6 separate regions of the Mus musculus genome follow, and all the other regions are linked to region 2. A link is a contact called in public HiChIP or PLAC-seq and promoter capture Hi-C data. All regions are on one chromosome and are shown on one strand. Each heading gives the region's core, a stretch centred on a gene start, on an enhancer-like site or on the middle of the called end of the contact. The rest is flanking DNA. Distances are from core to core; before and after follow the strand shown. Region 1 holds the start of Cox19 (cytochrome c oxidase assembly protein 19). Region 2 holds the start of Cnpy4 (canopy FGF signaling regulator 4). Region 3 holds the start of Gpr146 (G protein-coupled receptor 146). Region 4 holds the start of Get4 (golgi to ER traffic protein 4). Region 5 holds the start of Ift22 (intraflagellar transport 22). Region 6 holds the start of Zfand2a (zinc finger, AN1-type domain 2A).

Evidence for each region. Promoter capture Hi-C pulls out the DNA fragments that hold promoters and counts their contacts. HiChIP or PLAC-seq counts read pairs in DNA pulled down with a chosen protein or histone mark. Capture Hi-C pulls out chosen DNA fragments and counts their contacts.
Region 1: a contact with region 2 is called in a promoter capture Hi-C map of pre-B cells, with 3 times the contacts expected there. The contact joins the promoter of Cox19 here to the promoter of Cnpy4 in region 2. A contact is called at or near these places in 1 of 39 promoter capture datasets (pre-B cells) and 1 of 115 datasets of contacts at active chromatin or transcription factors (bone marrow-derived macrophages).
Region 3: a contact with region 2 is called in a FOXA1 HiChIP or PLAC-seq map of pancreatic cancer cells. The contact joins the promoter of Gpr146 here to the promoter of Cnpy4 in region 2. A contact is called at or near these places in 1 of 39 promoter capture datasets (erythroid cells), 2 of 115 datasets of contacts at active chromatin or transcription factors (microglia and pancreatic cancer cells) and 2 of 9 other capture datasets (adipose tissue and liver).
Region 4: a promoter capture Hi-C map of liver shows a contact between it and region 2, with 4 times the contacts expected there. The contact joins the promoter of Get4 here to the promoter of Cnpy4 in region 2. A contact is called at or near these places in 10 of 39 promoter capture datasets (the 3T3-L1 cell line, the C10 cell line, cranial neural crest and 6 more), 5 of 484 Hi-C or Micro-C datasets (B cells, CD4 T cells, Th1 cells and 2 more), 5 of 115 datasets of contacts at active chromatin or transcription factors (astrocytes, craniofacial prominence, embryonic stem cells and 1 more) and 1 of 9 other capture datasets (liver).
Region 5: a contact with region 2 is called in a promoter capture Hi-C map of liver, with 2.6 times the contacts expected there. The contact joins the promoter of Ift22 here to the promoter of Cnpy4 in region 2. A contact is called at or near these places in 1 of 39 promoter capture datasets (liver) and 1 of 9 other capture datasets (liver).
Region 6: a promoter capture Hi-C map of pancreatic islet shows a contact between it and region 2. The contact joins the promoter of Zfand2a here to the promoter of Cnpy4 in region 2. A contact is called at or near these places in 1 of 39 promoter capture datasets (pre-B cells), 1 of 484 Hi-C or Micro-C datasets (B cells), 1 of 115 datasets of contacts at active chromatin or transcription factors (pancreatic cancer cells) and 1 of 9 other capture datasets (pancreatic islet).

Annotation. Positions count from the first base shown.
Region 1 is chr5:139,343,568-139,346,983 of GRCm38.p6, reverse strand. Cox19 (cytochrome c oxidase assembly protein 19) reads left to right here and starts at 1,818. Exons shown (of 3, transcript NM_197980.1): 1 at 1,818-1,912. The coding sequence starts at 1,831.
Region 2 is chr5:138,185,897-138,189,421 of GRCm38.p6, reverse strand. It overlaps Cnpy4 (canopy FGF signaling regulator 4), which reads right to left and starts at 1,887. Exons shown (of 6, transcript NM_178612.4): 1 at 1,702-1,887. The coding sequence starts at 1,837. It overlaps Taf6 (TATA-box binding protein associated factor 6), which reads left to right and starts at 2,196. Exons shown (of 15, transcript NM_009315.4): 1 at 2,196-2,252.
Region 3 is chr5:139,378,380-139,381,972 of GRCm38.p6, reverse strand. It overlaps Gpr146 (G protein-coupled receptor 146), which reads right to left and starts at 1,334. Exons shown (of 2, transcript NM_030258.5): 1 at 1,230-1,334. The region is part of intron 2 of 3110082I17Rik (RIKEN cDNA 3110082I17 gene); the gene reads left to right.
Region 4 is chr5:139,250,278-139,253,678 of GRCm38.p6, reverse strand. Get4 (golgi to ER traffic protein 4) reads right to left here and starts at 1,355. Exons shown (of 9, transcript NM_026269.2): 1 at 1,060-1,355. The coding sequence starts at 1,214.
Region 5 is chr5:136,906,210-136,909,787 of GRCm38.p6, reverse strand. Ift22 (intraflagellar transport 22) reads right to left here and starts at 1,638. Exons shown (of 5, transcript NM_026073.3): 1 at 1,518-1,638. The coding sequence starts at 1,556.
Region 6 is chr5:139,482,835-139,486,492 of GRCm38.p6, reverse strand. It overlaps Zfand2a (zinc finger, AN1-type domain 2A), which reads left to right and starts at 2,002. Exons shown (of 7, transcript NM_001159908.1): 1 at 2,002-2,216.

The DNA.
Region 1 (3,416 bases), core at 569-3,068, 1.2 Mb before region 2:
GCCAGCTGAGTTCATCCCTCCAGGCCCCGTTTTGAGAGGTGATTGGAAGCAGACCTGGAATGGGCTTGCTGGAGGTCTGGCAGGGAGATGGTACTCCTCTGAAGGCAGCCTGTAGATCTGCTAAATCCAGCCTCCCAGACAGGAAGGCAGGATGGGATCCAGTGCCTGTGGAGGAGGGGAGTCCAGCAAGACAGGAGAGACTGAGTAGATCTGCCGGTCAAGCACCTCTCTGCAGCCCCTGGGAATTGTTTCTGCTTCTGCGTCAGTGATGTTGGGATTCATCAAGGGACTGTAGAGGAAGAGCTGGCCCCAAGGAGCTGCTAGGAGCCCACTGAGCCCATTCTGCTCACTGCCAGGGCCTGGTGTAGTGTAGAACATAGCATTCATGTGTGGCTGAGATGGAATGACGGCCAATGTCCTACACTGACAGCAGTGCAGGGTGGCAGGGTGCGAGTGCTCTTCTCTGTCCCCAAGCTGAAAAGCAGGGGTGCTGGGTATGGGTGTTATTGCCATAACAACAGCAAAGAGTCAGTAGAGTGCACCCCACTACCATAGAACAGTCCCCCCCAAATCCACCTGGCACAGTCCCAGCCCCCAGGACCTTTTGAAATAATGTTGTGGCAGATGTAAGCAGCAGAGGTTAAAATTGTTGGGATGAGCTGAGCATGGTGGAGCACAACTTGAATCCCAGCACTTGGGAGGCAGAGGCAGGTGGATCTCTGAGTTCAAGGCCAGCCTGGTTTACAGAGTTCCAGGACAGCCAGAGCTACAGAGAAACCCTGTCTCAAAAGAAAGAGAGAGAGAGAGAGAGAGAGAGAGAGAGAGAGAGAGAGAGAGAGAGAGAGAAAGAGGGAAAGAGGGAAAGAGGGAGAGAGAAAAAGAGAAAGGGAAGAAGGGAGGAAGGAAAGAAAGAAAAAAGAAAATCAGACAGCAAAGAAGGAAGGAAGGAAGGAAGGAAGGAAGGAAGGAAGGAAGGAAGGAAAGAGAATTGATTGTTGGGATGGCCCTACCCCGGTGTGGCAATGTCATAAAAGGAATACTTGGATACAGAAACATGGGAGAATGTTCCCAGAAGTGGAGGCCCCGGAGGGAGATATCTAGCAGCCCAGAATTACCTAAAATTGACAGAACATCTCAGAGGCTGGGAGAGAACCTGGGCTCCCTGGAACAGACAGCAGGGACAGCAGGCCACAAGAGGGCTGATGACCAACACCTTAGGATCAGACTTCTGGTCTCTTGAACCACAGAAGATGCCCTTTGGGGAGATTTTCTTTTGTTTTGTGGGACTGGCTACATAGCCCAGGTTTGCTGAAAACTCAGGCAATCCTTCTGCCTCAGCCCCCTAAGCGCTGTCTACAGGTGTGAGGGACTGCACCCTGCTTTATTTTCTGTTTGTAAAACCCGTTTGTATCACTGTGTCACGGCACTGGCAGTAAGCTAGCCACCCCTCCTTTAGTGTGCTTCTTTCCCTCTGAGTAGATGGGAAACTCAGTCCCTGGAAGACAGATGGGTGGGATGAAGATCCCGGGGCACAGACTGGTGTCCTCGGGCAAATGGCTGCATCTTTCTGTCCTTATTTGCTAATCAGTACCAAAAGATGACTGCCAGGCTTCTTTCTGCTTCTCAGAGGGCTGGAAACCAAGGGCAGATCCTTTCGCAACACGGCAGGGGCGGGGCTAGATAGGTGAGGCGGGGCTTGGTGGGTGGAGCCTGGGTGGACTCGGGGTGGGGCCAGTCGTCCGCTCGACTAGCTCGACGCTTCCTGGACCCGCTCGGTGTTCAGCCATCTGCCCTGCGTCGCCGTCGCTCTCCGCTCTGGATTTCGCCGTGATGTCGACCGCAATGAACTTCGGGACCAAAAGCTTCCAGCCGCGGCCCCCAGACAAAGGCAGCTTCCCGCTGGACCACTTCGGTGAGGCGAGGCGAGGCACAGGCTGATGGCGGCCTGGGATCGGGTGGCAGAGTTAGGAATACTGAATCTGGGTGGCAGCGTCTCGGGTGCTGAGTCTGAGTGGTAGGGAGTGCTGTTTCTCGGTGACAGGATCAGGGGTATTGGAAGTAGGTGGCAGGATCTGGGATACTGGTTCTAGATGGCAGGGTCAGGGGTACTGGGGTACTGGGTTTGGGTGACAGAGTTATGGGTGCAGGATATCTGGGTGGCAGGGTCAGGGGTACTGGATCTGGGTTCAGGGTCTGGGCTGCTGGGTCTGGGTGGCAGAGACTGGAGTGTTGTCTCTTTGCTATAGATGGCAGGTTTGGGGGCACTGGGTTTGGATGGCAGGGCCTGGGGTTGTAGATCTGGGTGGCAGAGCCTAAGGTACTAGATTTGAGTGGCCGGGTCAGAGTTGCTGGATTTAGGTGTAATGTCTGAAGAGTTAGATGTTGGATGTGACAGGGCCTAGGGTGCTGGATCGAAGGTCTGAGAGCCAAAGTGAAGGAGCTGAATATGAGGGACAGTGTGTGGGGTTATAGACCTGGGTGGCATTGTCATGTGTGTTGATGACAGGATGCTAGAAATGGTGGGTGGGGTCTGAGGTACTGGACCCTGGATGCAGAGCAGTTAATATTACAGGTCCTTCCCGGGTAGTGGGGCTGGGCGTGCTCAGAGCACTGTGGGGGTGCAGTCAGAGAAACTGAGTCTTGAGGGCCCCTATTTCAGAGGGCCACATGTCATGGCTCTCCAAGTAAGACTTGGGGCTAATGTGATAGGATGGTGACAGGCCTCCTGGAACGGAGCTTGATGTTAGGCCCCCTGGCGGCAGCTCAGCTCAGCGCAGGACATACCCACCCTCCCCTAGCTCCAGGCTCTGGGTCTGCCGTGAACATTAGGCAAGGAAATATTTTCAAAAAGCTTTTTGATATCTAACACTGGGGCTGAAAGCCCGGGTTTGGCACATGCTAGGCGAGTGTTCACCTCTGAGCCACGCCTCCAGCCTGGAGGATTTCTAGTCACCGTTCTGAAGTCTGCAGTTAACAGGCCTTTTGGGAAACTGGAACATGGGAAAGAAAAAAAACAAACAAACTGGGAGAGAGTTGGAGATTCAGATTACAGAGGCCGAGCTGGTGCCTGGCACGCACAGGAACCTGAGTCCAGTCCTCAGCACTACAATAATTAAAAAAAGAAAAGACTGCCCTGCCTACCACCAGCACATAGGACATCCCCCCCCCCCCCACCTACCACCAGCACACAGACCTCCCCACAAGTCCTACCACCAGCACACAGCCCTGAGAGATGCAGCAGCCCTCAGCCCTCGTGTTAGTGTAGAAACGGCAGCTGTTAGTGTAGATTAGACGCTTCGGTGAACTGCTGTAGAGACTCCAGCTCCAGGGACAGCTTTAGAGATTACTGGTTTTTTGGGTTTTTTTTTTGGGGGGGGGGGTTCCGAGACAGGGTTTCTCTGTGTAGCCCTGGCTGT
Region 2 (3,525 bases), core at 638-3,137:
ATCCAAAATGTGCCGGGCGGTGGTGGCGCACGCCTTTAATCCCAGCACTCGGGAAGCAGAAGCAGGTGGATTTCTGAGTTCCAGGCCAGCCTGGTCTACAGAGTGAGTTCCAGGACAGGCAGGGCTACACAGAGAAACCCTGTCTCAAAAAATAAAACAATAAAAATTAGCAAAAGTGCGTCCACTGTATTAAGACCCTGGGCACGGGTAGTCCCTTTTCCCCCAGGACTTACAACACTGCGGATGACAAGCAAGGGGGGAGTCCAAAGGAGACATTTAAACTGGGTCCAGTAGAATGGGGAGGAGTTTATCAAATACAAAACGGAGAGGAGGAAAACAGCCAAGAAAAAGACAGGGGCCACTTACTGACTGTGAGACGCTGGGTGTGTCTGAAGCAGTCACTTTGAGGAATAAAGTATGAAAGCTAAGAGTGTACATACGCCAGTCAGTGGTGGCGCACACCTTTAATCCCAGCACTCGGGAGGCAGAGGCAGGTGGATTTCTGAGTTTGAGGCCAGCCTGGTCTACAGAGTGAGTTCCAGAGTTCCAGGACAGCCAGGGCTACACAGAGAAAACCTGTCTCAAAAAAAAAAAAAAGTGTTTTTACAGCTCTCCCCTCACTCCAAAGTTGGCTTAGGGTCTGGGAAAACAGTTCTGTAAGTAAAGCACTTTTAAGCTTGAGGACCTGAGTTCAGATCCTAAGAACCTCTGCAATGTTAGGTGATGTGGCACACGCTATCCCAGCATTCTGAGGTCAGAACTAGAGACAGGGGGTTCATATAGTTAACTTCTGCCTTTAATCCCAGCAGAGGCAAGTGGATTTCGGAGTTAGAGACCAGTCTGGTCTACAGGCAAGTTCCAGGACAGCCAGAGCTATAAAGAGAAACCCTGTCTCCACCCCCACCCCGACTCAGAAGAGTGGGGACACAGATGCAAAAATAAGTGAGAGATTAGAATCAAGTCATGGGTGTCAATGATAAAAACATGTTGTTGGGTGTAAAGTGAAGCAATAATGAATCCAAAGAAAAAGTTAGAGTTAGGGAGCCACAGGATATTTATTCAGTGACCTGGCTTCCTCCCTGTTGGGGATGGGAGGGGTGGTTGGGGGGAGGGCATTTACTAATGTAGCCAGAGGCCATGCTGCTTGTTGTAAAATCCCTACAGTGCACCCCATCTGCAAAGCCTCACACCGATGGGCAACTTCTAAGTGGTGTGGTGTCTTCATCTTCTCTTTATGAACTTCAGCTGGGGACTTACTCACCTTTAAAACCCCTAAAGGGGGCCATCAGGCCTGTAATTTAAGAGCGTCTCTGCCAGGGCGGGACTCAGTATGCCTATAAGGAATGAGTATTACACCCCACCCATGCAGATTGTCCAGATTTTTAACAAGGAGAGAAACGACTGAGGAAGATGCTCCATAGAGCCAGCGTTACAGGTTCTTGAACTACAATTCCCACAATACATTGGGGCCCAAGCCCGCAAGAAAAACCTAGATCCTTCTGGATGCCACCTGGGAAATGTAGTGCCACCTTAACCCTGCTTTCCCTCCCTTGTTCCCATTCAAGTGTTACCAAGCTCCAACAGAACCTCTTTCAAGACAGTCTAGTGATCCATCTATCCTAGCCCATTTGATTCAGCCTAGAGTTAGAGAGGCAGGAGGTAGATAGGGAGATGTAAATAGCAACTACTCCGTTTCTGTACCTTCGCATTTGCTGGGCAAACGTTCTGTGTCATCTTCCTCCTCTTTTGTCGCCTCAGCCCAAGCACCGTACGCTGCCAGGATGAAAAGCAGTATCTCCAGCCGCACAGGTCCCATGATAAAACGCAGTCCACACATACAACCACCCTTTGCCTTCAGACCAACTTCTGGAAGGCAGCGGGCCCTTTAAATTTAGGCGAAGCCCGCAGCAAGCTTTAAAAAAAAAAAAAAAAAAATCATAGAACGGTCAGCGCATGCTCAGAGCCAGCCCGAAAGTGGGTGGAGCGTGATGGCTCAGTTTTGTGGCGCCTTCTGAAGGTCCTGACAGCTGGGTAATGAAGATACAAATTGAAGTAATTAGAATAGAGTAATATGATCTTTACACATGCACGTAGAATGAAATTTTTATATAATTTCAGACTGTGAAACGATATGGTCTATTTTGACATAGGGAAGAACAGTGATAACTTTTTGGCTTCTGCCAGGACCTACTCCTGTCAGGGGGCGGGGCCAAGATGGCGCCGAGCGCCGGGTGAGCGGCGCTTTGGCAGCGGTGAGAGGCTTTTACTGCTCCCGGTGCTTGGCTGGCGGGGGAAAGTCTGAGGTGTATCCGTGAGGAGACCCTTTGAAAGGGCCCATGTGAGGACTGGGAAGAAGACGGTTGGTTGTGTGTCCGTGCTCGTGGGGACCCTGTGCGTGACTGCACTGGAAGGATGGTGGGGCGATGTAGTGGCTTGTGAACCTCCTGTAGCGCTGCCCGGGTAATCTTCGAATCACTTCCCTAGCTGAGAAAAATGATGTAAAGATATAGCTCAAGTTATCCCTTCTCTAAGAAGTCTTCCTGTCGCTTCCACTGATCTGAGAAACTCCCGAGGCTGCTAGAGTGTTTTATGAAACCTTAGTGGCAAGGGTACCACCACAGAGGACTGGGACCCGACCAGGTACAGAGTATGTGCTGAATAATTGTATTTCCTGTAGACAAGATTTAACAAAAGTCTGAGAAGACTTGGAATGAAAAGAACCAGTCCCTAGCACTCAGTTCTGAACACTCTTGAGGTTGGTTTCATGTCCAGTGTCAGGCAAGCTCCTTTCCTTTTAACCACAGAGTAAACTCCAAGCTTGAGTCTGTGTCTTTTTCATTTTGGTAATTGTTATACCAAGTATTTAGTGAACACTTACACCTTATTCATGCTGGGCAGTGGTGGCTCACGCCTTTAATCCCAGCACTTGGGAGGCAGAGGCGGGCGGATTTCTGAGTTCTAGACCAGCCTGGTCTACAAAGTTAGTTCCAGGACAGCCAGAGCTATACAGAGAAACCCTGTCTCGAAAAACCAAAAAAAGGAAAGAAAAAAAGAAAAAAAAAGACTTATTCATATATTTAACAATGCCCTAGGCACCAGATAGGTCAGTGAACATAACAGACATATTCTTGTTTACTGGTGGGGTAAGGATAATAAACAAGAAGAAATAATAGCCAGGCTTGGTGGTAAACAGCTGTAAAAGGCAGGAGGCTCTCCAAATCAAGACCACGGGATGAATTCCAGACGAGCCTGAGACCCAATTGTAGAAGGGTTGTTTAACATGTGGAAGGTCTTAGATTTAATCTAGAGTGATTTTATATATATACATATTATATCACTATTATTAAGAAGAAGAAGAAAACATAGCAAACAGGTAAAGCCAGGCATGGTGGTATGTGCTTGCAATCCCAGTACTTGGGAGGTAGAGGCCAAAGGACCAGTGTTGTCTACCTAGTGAATTTGAAGCCAGTGGGGCTATAGGAGACCTGCCCCTAAAGAGAGGTGGGTGGGGTCAGGTAGTCAGCC
Region 3 (3,593 bases), core at 85-2,584, 1.2 Mb before region 2:
CTAGGGCAGGTTAAGGAAAACAGGAGCCTCACTTGTGAGCACAGATCTCACTCCCCCAAGGGCTTGGCTTCATGTCTCAGTATGTTTGGGTCATTAAAGGAGGGGATTATGCTAGGACATTGTGGGGTAAGGAAGGAGAGAATGCCCAGGGAGCTGCAAGAGTCTCCTCCAGTCTGTGAACCACACAGGCATCCCCTCCCAACTACTCAGCCTACACATTCTGACCTAAATCCCCATGCATCCCCACATTAGGTTTAGCTGGATGTGTCGCAGCTTTCTTCATGAGCCCATTCAAGAGTCACGGGGAGCCGGGCGTGGTGGCGCACGCCTTTAATCCCAGCACTCAGGAGGCAGAGGCAGGCGGATTTCTGAGTTCGAGGCCAGCCTGGTCTACAAAGTGAGTTCCAGGACAGGGCTACACAGAGAAACCCTGTCTCGAAAAACCAAAAAAAAAAAAAAAAAAAAAAAGAGTCACGGGGACACTGATACACTGTACCCTGGGAGCAACCAGAGGTTCTAGTTTGGAAATCTGGACCTTGTGGTTGTTCTTCAAAGACTTACATGGCAGGTTAGGATAATGTGACTGTACCCTTAGTGTAATTATTAATAGTGTTTCCTTGCACTCACAGAGATAGTGCCTGGTCCCCTATGGGTGGAGTGGCCTCAGGACACGTCCAGAGGCGTTTCAATAGGATTAACTTATAGTTCTTTCAAGCTAGCTTAACCCCAGGTTATCAGTGCCTCTGATACATGGAGGTGGACATAGATGTCAGGTTGCTGGATCAGGACGAGAATAGGAATGCAGCTCGCAAGAACATAATCACAGACCGGGGCGCGCTAAATTGGCAGGTGCTGTTCTGGACAGCGGGTACTAAGTTAGTCCTAGTCAGCAAGCCTGAGGACCGAAGAAACTGTATCCCTTCACTTGGGGTTCTAGTTGCTGGTACTGCCTCCCGTGCCCGATGAATGTTCAGGGCCGATGGCGCAAGTTCCGCTATCTCTACGCACGGGTTCCAAATGTCCTGACGCTCTTAACCAACAGAAGGGACGAAGATGGTAACCGTAGCGTCCTAGGAGAGCCCGTCCGCCTCCTCGGGCAGCAAACCCACCGCCCGCCGCGGGTTCAGGACCACACTCCCTGTCCCTGGCGTCCACCCAGCGCAGCCTGGCGCGGTCTCCTCCCGCCTGGAACAGAGCATTAGGGGCTCCCCTCCCCGGGCCCCACTCACCGCTCGCTGGGCGGCGGCCCGCGCACCGGCCGCGGGCGGGCAGCTGGGCTTGCAGGAGGCAGCGGAGCTCACGGCGCGCACGCCGTGGGGGCTGTGTACACACGTGACCCCGTCCCGCCCCCGGGGGCTGCTCGCGTGGTCCCGCCCCCGCCCGCCGAGCAACGCCGTCAGGCCCTGCCCTCTCTCCCGACCCACAGCTCGGTGGCTCCGCCCTTTTCTTGGAACCGGTGCTTAGTTCCCGCAGGCTCCGCCCCCAGTCCGAACGGACAATCCCCTTGGCCAGCCACGGCCGGCCGCCTTAATGCTGGAGGGCGGCGCACCTGCCCCCATTAAAGTTTGTAATTTCCCCGACCTGTGCTTCCCCGGTCCTAGAGGCGTCTAAGTGGAGCTGTCCGGAGAAAACAGCTCCGACCCACTGTGTAGCTGCTGTCCAACATGAAAGTGGGAATGGTGCCATTTAGAGTATTTGCCTAACAGTCAGGAAGCCCGGCGTTTAGTCCTCAACACCACATAAGCCAGGGGTAGTGGTGCGTGCATACATGTAGTCCCAACACTCAGGAGATAGAGCAGGGAGGATCAGAAGTTCAAGGCTGTCCCTGGCTACATAGTCACCTGAAGGGTATCCTGGGATACATGAGATCTTAAAAAACAAAGAGTAACAACAACAAAATACACACACACACACAGATAGCCTAACTGGGCATGATGGTGCCCATCTATAATCTCAGCACTCAAGAGGCAGAGCAAGGACTGCCATAAATCCAAGGCTGTTGTAGCTTACATAGCAAATTCTGGGCCAACTGGGGTTGCAAAGTAAGACTGTCAAAAGTGGGGGGAGGGTCCTGGAGTTGTTGGCCCAATTGCAAGCAGGAGGACCTATGTTTGATCCCTCAGAACCCATGTCAGAAAGGTTGAGTGTGGTAGCATGTGCTTGTAGTGCTAGGGAGGTGGCAGGCGCTGGGGCCCTTTGGGCCAGCCTATCTAACTTTCACATTTCAGGCCACCAACCACCCCCACCCCCAAAAAGCCAACCCTGTCTTATAAAAAACAAGGTGGACAGCACCTGAGGAATGATGGCCAAGGTGGACCTCTGGGCTCCATAGGCACATAATCTAAAATGAAAGTAAACCATAAATAATTGACCCTCAGGATTCCTGGTGAGACTCTGAAGTGTCAGGGTTCCTGGGCCTTCCAGAGGGTTCCTGTGAGGTTTCACTCACAACTGGGGAGTGCTGCTGGTGAACCGAGCACCCTCCTAGTGCAAGGCCCCACTGGCTGCCTGCTCTGCACCACCCGAAGCACAGCACAGATGTTCAGAGTAAGAGGGCCCAGCCGCCGACTCGGCTGCGGGCGGTCCTCCCATTGAGCAGGCATGTCCCCGAGCTAGACATCTTGGACATGGTAGGGTGTGTGAATTGCTGTCTGACCTCGTGCTCTGAGGTTGATATTTGAAAAATCCCACAGAGCTGGCCTCCCTCGTGCTGCAGGGAGGGCTCCTAAGGGTCAGGCATGGCCCCTGCTCGGGCCGTGTACTCAGTGGTCACGAGTCTCAGCTCACACAGCAGCCCAGTGCCCTGCCGAGGCCAAGCGCCATGGAAACGCCCGGAACTTCCCTTCCCGGGCCACATTCTTGGGACTTGGCAGGTCTTCCTGGCTGTTCTGGAGTGGCAGTTGATAAGATCAGCTGCATTCCACAAGGGCACTTCGAAATGCTGGGCAGGAACCAGAGAGCAGCCCTGTTTCCCCGAGCCGTTGCATTTGTCTTTCGTGGGCTTGGGGTGGTGGTGGGGTTACATCTGTCCTCACCAGTTCCCCATGTTCTCCACTTTCTCTCGTGCATTTGAGCATTGTTGGGAAGGTTCGAATCTAGGGGACACTGGCCAGGAGCAGGGAATATGTTTAAGTTAATTATTAGTTTTTGATGGGGGCTAGGGGCTGTAGCTAAGTTGGTAGAACGCTTACTTAACATGCATAAAGCCTAGGACCCATCCCCAGCACCACCTAAACAATGTATGGCGGTGGATGCCTGCAATCCCAGCACATAGGAGGCGGGAGGATCAAGAACTCAAGGCCAGCCTTGCCTTTAGAGCACTTTTAAAGCTAGCCTGATCTCCATGAGGTTTTCTCTCAGTAAATAAATTACTTTATTTGTAGAGTTACATGAATATAACCTATTGCCACTGAGAACCTAGCATATTGCAGACTTCATTTTATTTTACTTTTGACACAGTGTCTTACCCAGTCTAGCCTTGAATTTGCGATCCTCCTTTCCGAGTCTCCCAAGTGTTGGAATGACAGAAAAGAGCCGTCTCACCGATCGCCAACTATGGAAAGGTGGCCACGTTGAGCTGTGGTTGAGGCAGG
Region 4 (3,401 bases), core at 106-2,605, 1.1 Mb before region 2:
ACCTGGCTACTTGCCAGGCTCAATCTGGGCATGTGGGAAGTGGGAATTGTCCTCAGATGTAAACAAGTATCACTCACGAGCCAGAGGGTTCCCAGAGCACTGATTCTTCAGCCCCCAACAGGGCTTCAAGGCAGTGAGGCCACTGTGTACAGTGTCATCCACTGTCATGGCAGCTTTATCCAGCCCACAGAACACACCGTGCTCAGATCAAGCTAGAGGGAGTGACTGTAGGAGGAGTTCCACAGCACGTGGGCCCTAGGTGACAGTAATGGGTGGATGATAATGTGCAACTGGTACAAGATAACCACTTTCCACTCCTTTTACTGAAGGCCTAAAATTGCCCTAAAACAAAACGTATTTTAAAACGAAAAGTAGGTCTAAGGGGCACAGGGGCCAAACCCACACTACGGACATGGAGCAGAAATGCTGATGTCCTGTAGTCAGGAATAAAGTTCTACGTAGGAATTATCAGCTGGCAGATGCACAGAGGCAGGAATACAGATGGCCACAGGCTGGCCCACGGTGTCAGCATCTGACCACACTTTAGCCGGCTGTGCAATTCCAATCACTGGCCACAGAAGGGAGGACTAGGTGAGACTACTCTGACAACAGGACTCGCCAACCAGCGGAAGCCTTCAGAGAAAGGGAGGCCAGGCGAGGAAGAGGGTGTGATAGAGAAGGAGTGGCGGGAAGAGAGGCCTGTAAGAGGGAGGAGGCCTAAGTGAAGAGGAGAGAGGCTAGTGATAAAACTGAGTCCAGGGAAGGGGAGGCCTGAGAAGAAGTTGGCTGGGGAAGGAGGCCTGGGAAAAGGAAGGAAGGAAGGACGGGGGAAGGGCAGCTCTGAGAGTAAGGCAGGGACTCAGAAAGACGAGGCCGAGAGAGGAGGAGGGGGAACCAGGCAGAGAAGAGGAGGCCCTGCCGAGTAGTACAAGCCCGCCGCCCCCGCTCTGCTCCGCGACAGGCAGCCGCATAAACCAATGAGGGTGCGGGGCGCCGCAGCGCAGCCAATGAGCAACAGCGGAGGTGGGGCCTCGGCGCTAAGCCGCCACCCGCGCCCACCTGAAGAAGAGGGTCCGGTACATCTGGTGCGCCTCGTAGTAGTCGCCCTTCTCGACGCTAGCACGCAGCTTGCCCTCCACGCGCTGGACGCCGCCGCGGTTGCGGGCGCCGTTGCGGGCGCCCTCCTGCTCTGCCATCGCCGCCGCCGCCGCCATGGGCCGGCGTTCCGCGCAGAGCTGACGCTGTCGCAGGCGCGGTCGGCGGCGCCTCCCGGCTTCCGTCCCTGCGGCCGCCGCACTCCTTCTACGGTGGCCGCGAGGAGCCGTGCGAGGGCGGGCGCGCCGCGGGCCGCACGTGATCGAGGCGGAGCCTGCCGGGATCGCGGGAGCCGCGCGAGGACACGCCCCTGAGGGGGGGTCTGAGAAGGACCCTGAGAACACAGGCCAGGAAAAGCCGACGGGGTGGGGCTCTCAGACTATCGCGGGAACTTGTTTGTAGTCTTGCGAGAGTGGGCGGGACCGAGGTCTTGGGCGGGACTACACGCTGAGCTGTCCCCAGCTTAGTGTCATCACTGCACAATGTAATCAGCCACGTAGGCTGCGCAAGTAAACTGAGGCAGAAGACTCAGCGATGAGGCGTCTTATTCGCGCGCCCCCTGAAGTTACCCTTAGCGCATGGATGAACCAGACACATTTTAGAAGCTTTGACCTGTCTCACACCTGCCCGGGGAGTGCCCCTCCAGGTGGCAGTCATCCTTAGTGACATCTGGGACAGGGCAGTATGCTCAGGCTAGAACCTGTAATGTCTCCAAGAAGACCTGGCTGTGGTTGGAGCAGGTGACAGCAGAGAAGGGAGGAAGGTCATGATTAATTGGGGGAGGATGGGAGGTGCTGGCCAGGGTCAGAGTTGTCCTCTGACAGCATCCAAAACTCAGGTTACAAAACCCTACACATATCCTTAAATAATGAGTTTGGATGCTGGAGATGAAGTTCAGGGCGTTCATTTCTGTCAGCTACACACTCTCAGCCTTCCATTTACTCTGGCCCTTGAACTTGTGACTCTCCTGCCTCAACTTACCTACTTTTTATGCCTGCACCCGGGCCAGCTGGACTAGCATTTTCTGCACCACACCCATGTGCAAGCAGAAAGCATGGTAACAGATTAAGGAGTCTGTAAACATGATCTCTTGCTGTGGGGTCCGCTTAAATCCAACCTAAAACCAACATAACTCAAGACACCAGGTCAACGCAGGTAATCAAGCCGCTATTGGTCAGGGCCGCAGAGCAGATGAAGCTGAAGTAAAACCCTGAGGGAATACTGTACAGCCTAAAGGATGAAAATATAGAGAAAGGGGGAGGTGGGTGGGCAGGCTGTAGCACTGTCTAATCATAATCCGTCGTAAGGGGTTGGACAAGGGCGTTCCCACTGTATCAGGATAGGTTGGTTCCTAGGCCTGGAAACATAAACATTAGTTTGACCCTGCCAGCAAGATGAAGTTGTCCTCGAGATGTCTGGACTCAAGACAACTATTTCCTTACAACAGAAGCTGTTCAAAGTAAGCTATTGGGAAGTCCCTAGCTCCCCTAGGGCCTGGGAGCTTGGTTTCTTGATATGATTAAATGGAGCCTGAAAACAAGATGGTAGTACTTAGAATAAATGTCTTTTGCTGGTTCCCAACACTCTGACAGTACCGTGCTCACCCTTCTGTGAAGAGGGATGATGCTCTGTGGGCACTACCACATAAGGAAGGACCACTTGGATACAGCATTCTACCTGATGATCCAGACACCTAGTAACAAAGGGGCAAGTGATTCATGCTGCATGAGTGTCCGACCAGGGGATGACTTGTCTGGATGGGACAGTGTAGTACAGTTTGTCATAAATTCTTTTTGGAACTTTTTCCCCTCCTAGATAGGGCCTATTATATTGCTCTGTTTGAGTGTTCTGCAACTTGCTATGTAGAACAGTCTAGTCTTGAACTTACAGTGGTCCACCTGCCTTTGCCTCCTGAGTGCTGGGATTAAAGGTGAGCACTACCCTCCTGGCTGGAATTCTCTCAAGATGTTTAGCAGGTCCTCAAGAGAGCAAAGCCCTAGTAACAGGCTTCTCTTTAAAACAGAAACAGCTAGGGGCTGGAAAGATGGCTCAGTGGTTAAGAGCACCTACTGCTCTCCCAGAGGTCTTGAGTCCAATTCCCAGCAACCACATGGTGACTCACAACTTTCTGTAATGGGATCTGATGCCCTCTTTTGGTGTGTCTAAAGACAGCTACAGTGTACTCATATACATAAAATTAATCTTTAAAAAGAGAGAGAGAGAAAGAGACAGAGAAACAGCTGCATGGTGTGGGCTCAGCACTCAGGCAGAGGCAAGCAGATTGGACGTCGAGTCCAGCCTGGTCT
Region 5 (3,578 bases), core at 389-2,888, 1.3 Mb after region 2:
GCAAACTTTCTCCAAACCACAACCATGCTCTCCATTTTATTTTATATATTTATTATATATATTTATTTATTTATTTATTTATTTACTATTATATACAGGGTTTCACTATGTAGCCCTGGCTGGCCCATTGATTAGGCTGACCCTCAACTCAGATTTACCTGTTTCTGCCTCTTGGTGCTGGAATTAAACGCACGCACCATTATGTCCAGGCCGTGTGAGGGTCTGTGCATATTGAGTGCCTGTACCCACAGAGGCCAGAGGTGTCAGGTCTCCTGGCACTGGAACCTAAAGGCAATTGTGAGCCAGCTGGCGTGGGTTCTGGAAACCGAACTCAGCTCTCTCTGCGAGAGCAGTATGTGTTCTTAGTCACCAAGCTGTCTTTCCAGCCCCTCCTTTCTTTTAAGCCTTCTCCTCCTCTCTGCCCCAGGCTAGACTCAACACTCCTATATGGTCCAGACTGGTCTCAAACTTGTGGCAACCCTGAGTGTCTTGTATGCTGAGGTGTCAGGCCTGCGCCACACATGGCTCAATCCTCCTTTGCTTCTGTGCATACTTAGCAACTTCTTTCTCTGACAGGTTTCACGTATCCCAGGCCGGCTTCAGACTTGCTATTGTAGCCCGGGCTGTGGCCTTGAACTGTCAATCATCGTGCCTCTCTACCTTCCAAACCCTGAAACTGAGGCATGTACCACCATGAATGTTTTATATGAAGAGGATTGAACCCCGGGATTCCTGTATGCTAGGCAAACATCCTATCACCCAGCTCTACCCCAGCCTCCTAACTTAGGATTAAAAACATATCTTCACCATATAGTCACCTATGAATGTACATTGGTTCTCATGTTTGGTCCATCAGCCAATAACCTCAGATGAAGATCACATTATTAAGCTAACCTTCTGAGCTGGGACCCAAGGATTTGAACTTTAACCATGTAGGTAATTCCCGAATTCTACTATCTATCTATCTATCTATCTATCTATCTATCTATCTAATTTTGTTATCGGAGACATGTCACATTGTAGCTCAGGCTGTCCCAGAACTCAATACATAGCCCAGGCTGGCCTTAAACTTGTGATCACTCCTCCACTGCCTGCTGAGTCCTGGTATTATTACAGGCATGGGACACTGCACCCAGCTTCCTTCTACAGTTAACTTATTTGCATGTTTAGTTTCGGTCCATCTGAACTTTAATTCGGTGAATCACATATAGAGTGACTTCCTCATATTAATAACCACTTGCTCCAAGTCCCTATATTGAAAATATCTAGTTTTCTAATCTCATGGACACATTCCTTTTGCACGGAAGGTTCGGAGGGGAAGTCATGAGGCGCCCCTTATTTCCGCTGCCCTTGAGACCTGGGTACCTCAATATTCTCCTCCACTACTTGGGAGGGGTGAACTGGATGAAGGCCTGGTCACGGTAGCGCCAGCTGCCGCCCTCAGTGGGGTTGCTGGTACAAAGTTGCACCTCCTGAGAACAACCCCAGTTCTAGGGAGCCCCCGAGCCCTGAGTTACCTCGCAGGGGCCCACGAAGAGGATCTTAGCCTTCAGCATCGCTGTCCGTTAACACGAACCCGCGGAAGCCCACCACCAAAGCGCGCTAAGCTCCCCGCCGCGTCCGCCAGTCTGGGCCGCATGCTCTGATTGGCTGGTCAGTTTCCACGGCGACCGGGAACAGCTGCGCAGTAGCCCAGGAAACCCTGACAGTTCCGGGAGCCTGGAAAAGTGGCCTACGATGGAAGCTGAGGAGGACCAAAAGAGAAAAGGCAAAGCTGGTCCTGCTAACTGCAACCTGAGCGTTCTGGAAGGGGTACAAGAGCCAGGCTCCAACCTGCTTTATTTCTCCCGGTCTTCCTGAACGCTCCATAGATTAAGGGAGCTGCTAAACTTGCCTGGAAAACAGTACTGTGATTTTGGTTTTCTTTTATTTCCGCGGTGGATGCTGGAGATTGAACTCAGGTGGTCATCAATCCTAGGAAAGCGCTCTGTCATTGACACCATATCCCCAGTCCAACTCGCATGTAGACCTGCTGGCCTCAAACTCAAAGATATCCACCTGCCTTTGCCCCCCCAACTTTAATACCATTGAAGGCATGTGTCACCACTCTCGACTCCCAACTTTTTTTTCAATTTAAAAGGTTATATCTATCAATCAATCATCATCTATCTGCGTGTATGTGTGTCCGCCATGATACATATGTGAAGATCAGAGGACAAGCCATAGGACTCAGTTTTCTTCTCCCACCACCATTTCAGGCTTGGTGGTTCCGGCCGTTACCTGATGAGTCACTTTGCAGCCCTGTCATTATTTATTTTGATGCTGAGATTGTTCTTGGCGGCGGAGAAGCTTCTCCAAACCAGTGTGTGTGTTCTTTTGACATTTCGGTCATTCTCTGAGTTTTTTCATATTAAAAACAAAAAAAAAAAAAAAAAAAAAAATCAAAACCTACGCGCGCGTGTGGACACACACACACACACACACATACACACACGTATACAAAAGTGCAGGTGGTTGTGGAAGCCAGAAGGAAGTGCCCTGGAGCTAGAGTTATGGAAGTTCAGTTGCCCAAAATGGATGCTGGAAACCAAAGTCGGGGCTCCTCTGAGAGCAGTCAGTGCTTTAAACTCCGAGCCATCTCCCCAGCCCCGGCTTTCATACTTTTAAGCACCATTATATTAATCGCGGGTGGTTAATTTTATTGCTCTTGTTCCAGAGTGGCAATGTATTACATACATTCTTTCGCATGCATTGAAAAAAAAAATTTAGGGCTGGTGAGATGGCTCAGTGGGTAAGAGCACCCGACTGCTTTTCCGAAGGTCCAGAGTTCAAATCCCAGCAACCACATGGTGGCTCACAACCATCCGTAACAAGATCTGACTCCCTCTTCTGGAGTGTCTGAAGACAGCTATAGTGTACTTACATATAATAAATAAATAAATAAAAAAGAAAAAAGAAAAAAAATTTAAAAGTTTCAAAAGACAAGAGACCCCCTCAGGAAAATTATTTCTTTACAACAACCTGGAAAATTTGAAGGGAACTTTGTGTTCCTGCCTCTGACTTTCGGCATGAAACACACTTAGGTCCCCGGCCCGAGCTGTAGGAGAAGTTGGTGTCAGGTCATTGGGCAGCATATATTCAGAGATGGGACTGCTTGCCCTTTCGCACCTCAAGTTTCCTTTTCAGATGAGAGAGAAACTACACAGTGTGTTTCCCCTTACCAGGTAAATTCCTATAGAGTAGTGTGCATATATGCATGTGCGTGTCTCTCTGTGATCCTGTGGAGGACAGAGGTTGGCTTTGTATATTTCCCTATCAATTTCTACCCTTCTCCTCCTCCTCTTCCTCCTCCTTCCCCTCCTCTCCCTCCTCCTCCTCCTAAGTCTCTTATTGAACTTGGAGCTCACTGTTTCAGCTAGATTGCCAGCTCCCTGGCATCCCCTTGCCTCTTCCCCCTCCAGTGCCGCCACTAGGCTTTTATGTGGGTGCCAGGGATTAGAACTCAAATCCTCATGCTTGTACAGGAAATCTCTACAATCTCTAGAGTCATGTTTTCATCTGTGCCTAAGCTAGTACTC
Region 6 (3,658 bases), core at 753-3,252, 1.3 Mb before region 2:
TCAAATTCCAACTCTGGTTTTGTCAAATGGTTCTGGGGGTGGGGGGCTGTCTTTGGCCAACCATGACCAAAAGCAACTCTTACACTTCAGGGAACAGTCTATCATTGAGGCAGTCACAGAAGGAACTCAAACAGGGAAAGAATCTGGAGGCAGTAACTGAAGCAGAAGCTGTGGAGGACCACTACATACTAGCTTGCTCCTCCTCCTCCTCCTTTTTTTTTTTGAGATGGTCTTTCTACGTAGCCCTGGATGTCCTGGAACTTGCTATGTAATGTTGGCTAGGGGGCTGGAGAGATGGCTCAGGGGTTAAGAGCACTGACTATTATTATTATTTTTTCTTTTGGTTCTTTTGAGACAGGGTCTCTGTATAGCCCTGGCTGTCCTGGAGCTCACTTTGTAGACCAGGCTAGCCTCGAACTCAGTAATCCGCCTGCCTCTGCCTCCCGAGTGCTGGTATTAAAGGCGTGCGCTACCACGCCCGGCCGGCACTGACTATTCTTCCAGAGGTCCTGAGTTCAATTCCCAGCAACTGCATGGTGGCTCACAGCCATCTGTAGTGGGATCCGATGCACTCCTCTGATATGTATCTGAAGACAACTACAGTGTACTCATGTAAATAAATCTTTTTTAAAAAACAAAGCAAAAAGTAATGTTGGCCAAGCTGGACAAGAACTAGGAGAGCCACCTGCCTCTGCTTCCCACATGCTGCGATTATAGGTGTACACATCCAACTGGCCTGATTTTTACTTTCTTATAGCACCTAGGATAATCAGCCTAGGGGTGGTACTACTCGCAAGGAGCTCAGCCCTTCCATATTAATGACTAACTTAAAAGTACTTCCTAGGCCAATCTTATAGAGGTTATTTCCTGAACTGTGGTCTCCTCTTCTCAGTTTATGTCAGATTGAGAAATAAATAAATAATTAATTAAAAACATAAATAATCAGGACAGAGCAGTAGTATTCTGGGTCTATTAGCCTAGCCCACAGATCTTTGGTATTCTCGAGCTTGGGTCAGCAACACTTGAACATCTTTCTTTCTTTTTTTTTTTTTTTTTTGGTTTTTTTCGAGACAGGGTTTCTCTGTGTAGCCCTGGCTGTCCTGGAACTCACTTTGTAGACCAGGCTGGCCTCAAACTCAGAAATCCGCCTGCCTCTGCCTCCCGAGTGCTGGGATTAAAGGCATGCGCCACCACCGCCCGGCTTGAACATCTTTCTTTCTTTCTTTCTTCTTCTTCTTTTTTTTCTTTTTTTTTTTTTAAGATTTATTTATTTATTTATTTATTTAAAGTACACTGTAGCTGTCCTCAGACACTCCAGAAGACGGAGTCAGATCTCATTACGGATGGTTGTGAGCCACCATGTGGTTGCTGGGATTTGAACTCCTGACCTTCGGAAGAGCAGTCGGGTGCTCTTACCCACCGAGCCATCTCACCAGCCCTGAACATCTTTCTTAAATCACATGCATAGTCCGTGCTCCAGCAACTCTGGTAACAGAGATACAGGCATTTTGGGTATCATCTTGTAATTCTTCTGTAGACTGGACCTCACTTTTCCAAGGCATGTTTGTTCAGATGACCTGTCCCTGGCGTTCTGCCTCCCCGAGTCCTGGGATCCTTACAGCTTCACAAATGGGCCATCAATCTGTGCATACCGCGATCCCAGCCCTCAGGGAACTCCTACTGAGACACAGGATTCTCACGTCCGGCCGGGTCCTGTCTCAGGCTCTCAGGTACAGGCAAGCCTGTCACCTCACCCAGAGCTGCCTCACCACGACTCAGCCTAAGCTAGAGATGTTGCCTGACTGTTCTAGAAAATAGGCGGGGGGATAGGGAGGGACGAAAAGGCCGTAGAACTGCTGGATTGGTGACATGTAAGTGACGTCATCACGGCGCCCAGCCCTCTGGGGGTCATAACACGAAGGAATTGGCTGGCCTTCGATGACATTTTGGGCGCGCTGGCGGGCCGACTCTAGATGTTAGGGGATTGGTTGGTGTTGGTGTGGCGTCATCAGAGCGCGCCGGGAACGCCCAGGATGTATGACTCTGGATCTGTCGGCTGGGGATAAATGGCCCAGGCTGCTGCAGGGGCAATGCTACGCTTTCCGGCCTTGAGAGAAGTCGGGCGCTTCGCGGCGATTGGAGCTGCAGTTTCTACTGCGGTGTCACCGGGATAACCACAAAGGGCACCGCTTGTCTGTCTCCGCCTCTGACTACCCGTGAGTGCCAGGTACCGGTGTGGTTGCGGGCCGCTGGGGCCCGGGGAGCTGGTGAACTAGGGGCTGGCGTCTCCGCGCTGTGATTTCTCGTGGCCTGGCCATCAAGGAGTTACTGTCTCAGCACAGTGACATCTCACATCCCCAGGTCAACTGCCCTGAGCCATTGTCGCGGCAGCCAGGCATAGTGGTTGTTGCAGGCCTGTAGTCTCAGCGCTGGGGAGTTGAGTTATTAGATCACAAGCTCCAGGCTAACCTGAGCTAAGTAGTGAGACACACTTTCATGAAACAGTCTACTAGCAGGGCATGGTGGCTCGTGCCTTTAATCCCTGCACTCCAGAGGCAGAGACAGGCGGATCTCCGAGTTGATAGCCAAAGTGATCTACAAAACGGGTTAAGGGACAGCCAGCACTACAAAATAGCGTCTGTCCTAGGCCCCCGGCCCCCTGTTTAAAAAAGGGGGGGGGGAGAAAAGAAACAGTCGGTGGTCATTTGGTAATACGTCACGTGCTGCTTGCTTTGAACAAAAACATTTCATAATGCGGATTCTGTTGTGCACGACTTAAAAGGTTTCCTCCCCGACAGGAATGAGATCCACCCTAACCACTAAATGCAGTAGGAAAGGAAGGGGGAAGGGTGGGAAGTGAATTGGCTTAGAGGTGTTAGAGGTGACGTTTGAGGAAGTGACACTGTAGACTGGTCCTTGACAAGTCAAATAGATGTCTTCTGAAGCCTGAGAGTTCTCAACAAGGAGTAGATAAGAAGTTCCCAGCAGAGAAAGTAATAGAAAGATGTGAAAAGCTCTTTGGGGACTTGACCTGTGGAAAGTGCAAGAGTTTCGAGTCATTTGATAGGTGACAGGACTTGGAGGAGACTTTGCTTCAAGCCTGGTCTCCGGGATGCCAGCCTCTCTGCTTGTCTGTTTCTTGTGGTTAATTAAAGTGCCGCTTGCCTTGATCGGCCCTGGCCTGATGTCATTATGGCGTGTGCACAAAGTAAAACTGAAGGCATGAGGGAGGGAGAGGCAAGGGACAGCCTACTCTGGGGAGCATAGTCAACTGATGCCACTTAGCACCTGGCACCGAATCTTGTTGATGTCAACAAGTGTATTGAGGAGTTGAGACTGCAGCTTGAGTTCCAAGGAGACCATAATTTTCAGTGGCAGCTATGGACTCCATACGGGAAGCCTTTCTTTCTCTCACCACATTTGTTTTGTTTTTGCCAGAGCTGGGGATTGAACCTAGAACTTCCCCCTCCCACATGCTACGCAGAGCATTCTCTTATTAACCCAAGGCTTGGTATTTATGATGAAACGACCACTTTGCTCTTTGCTGAGAATTTATGAGATGGCAGTCTTTCCCATGGCCCCAGGATGGTTTGGGTTTCCCGTGCTTCTCACAAATAGCTTCTCTGTGCTCTTTGGCTGCAGGTGACAGGCCCTGGGG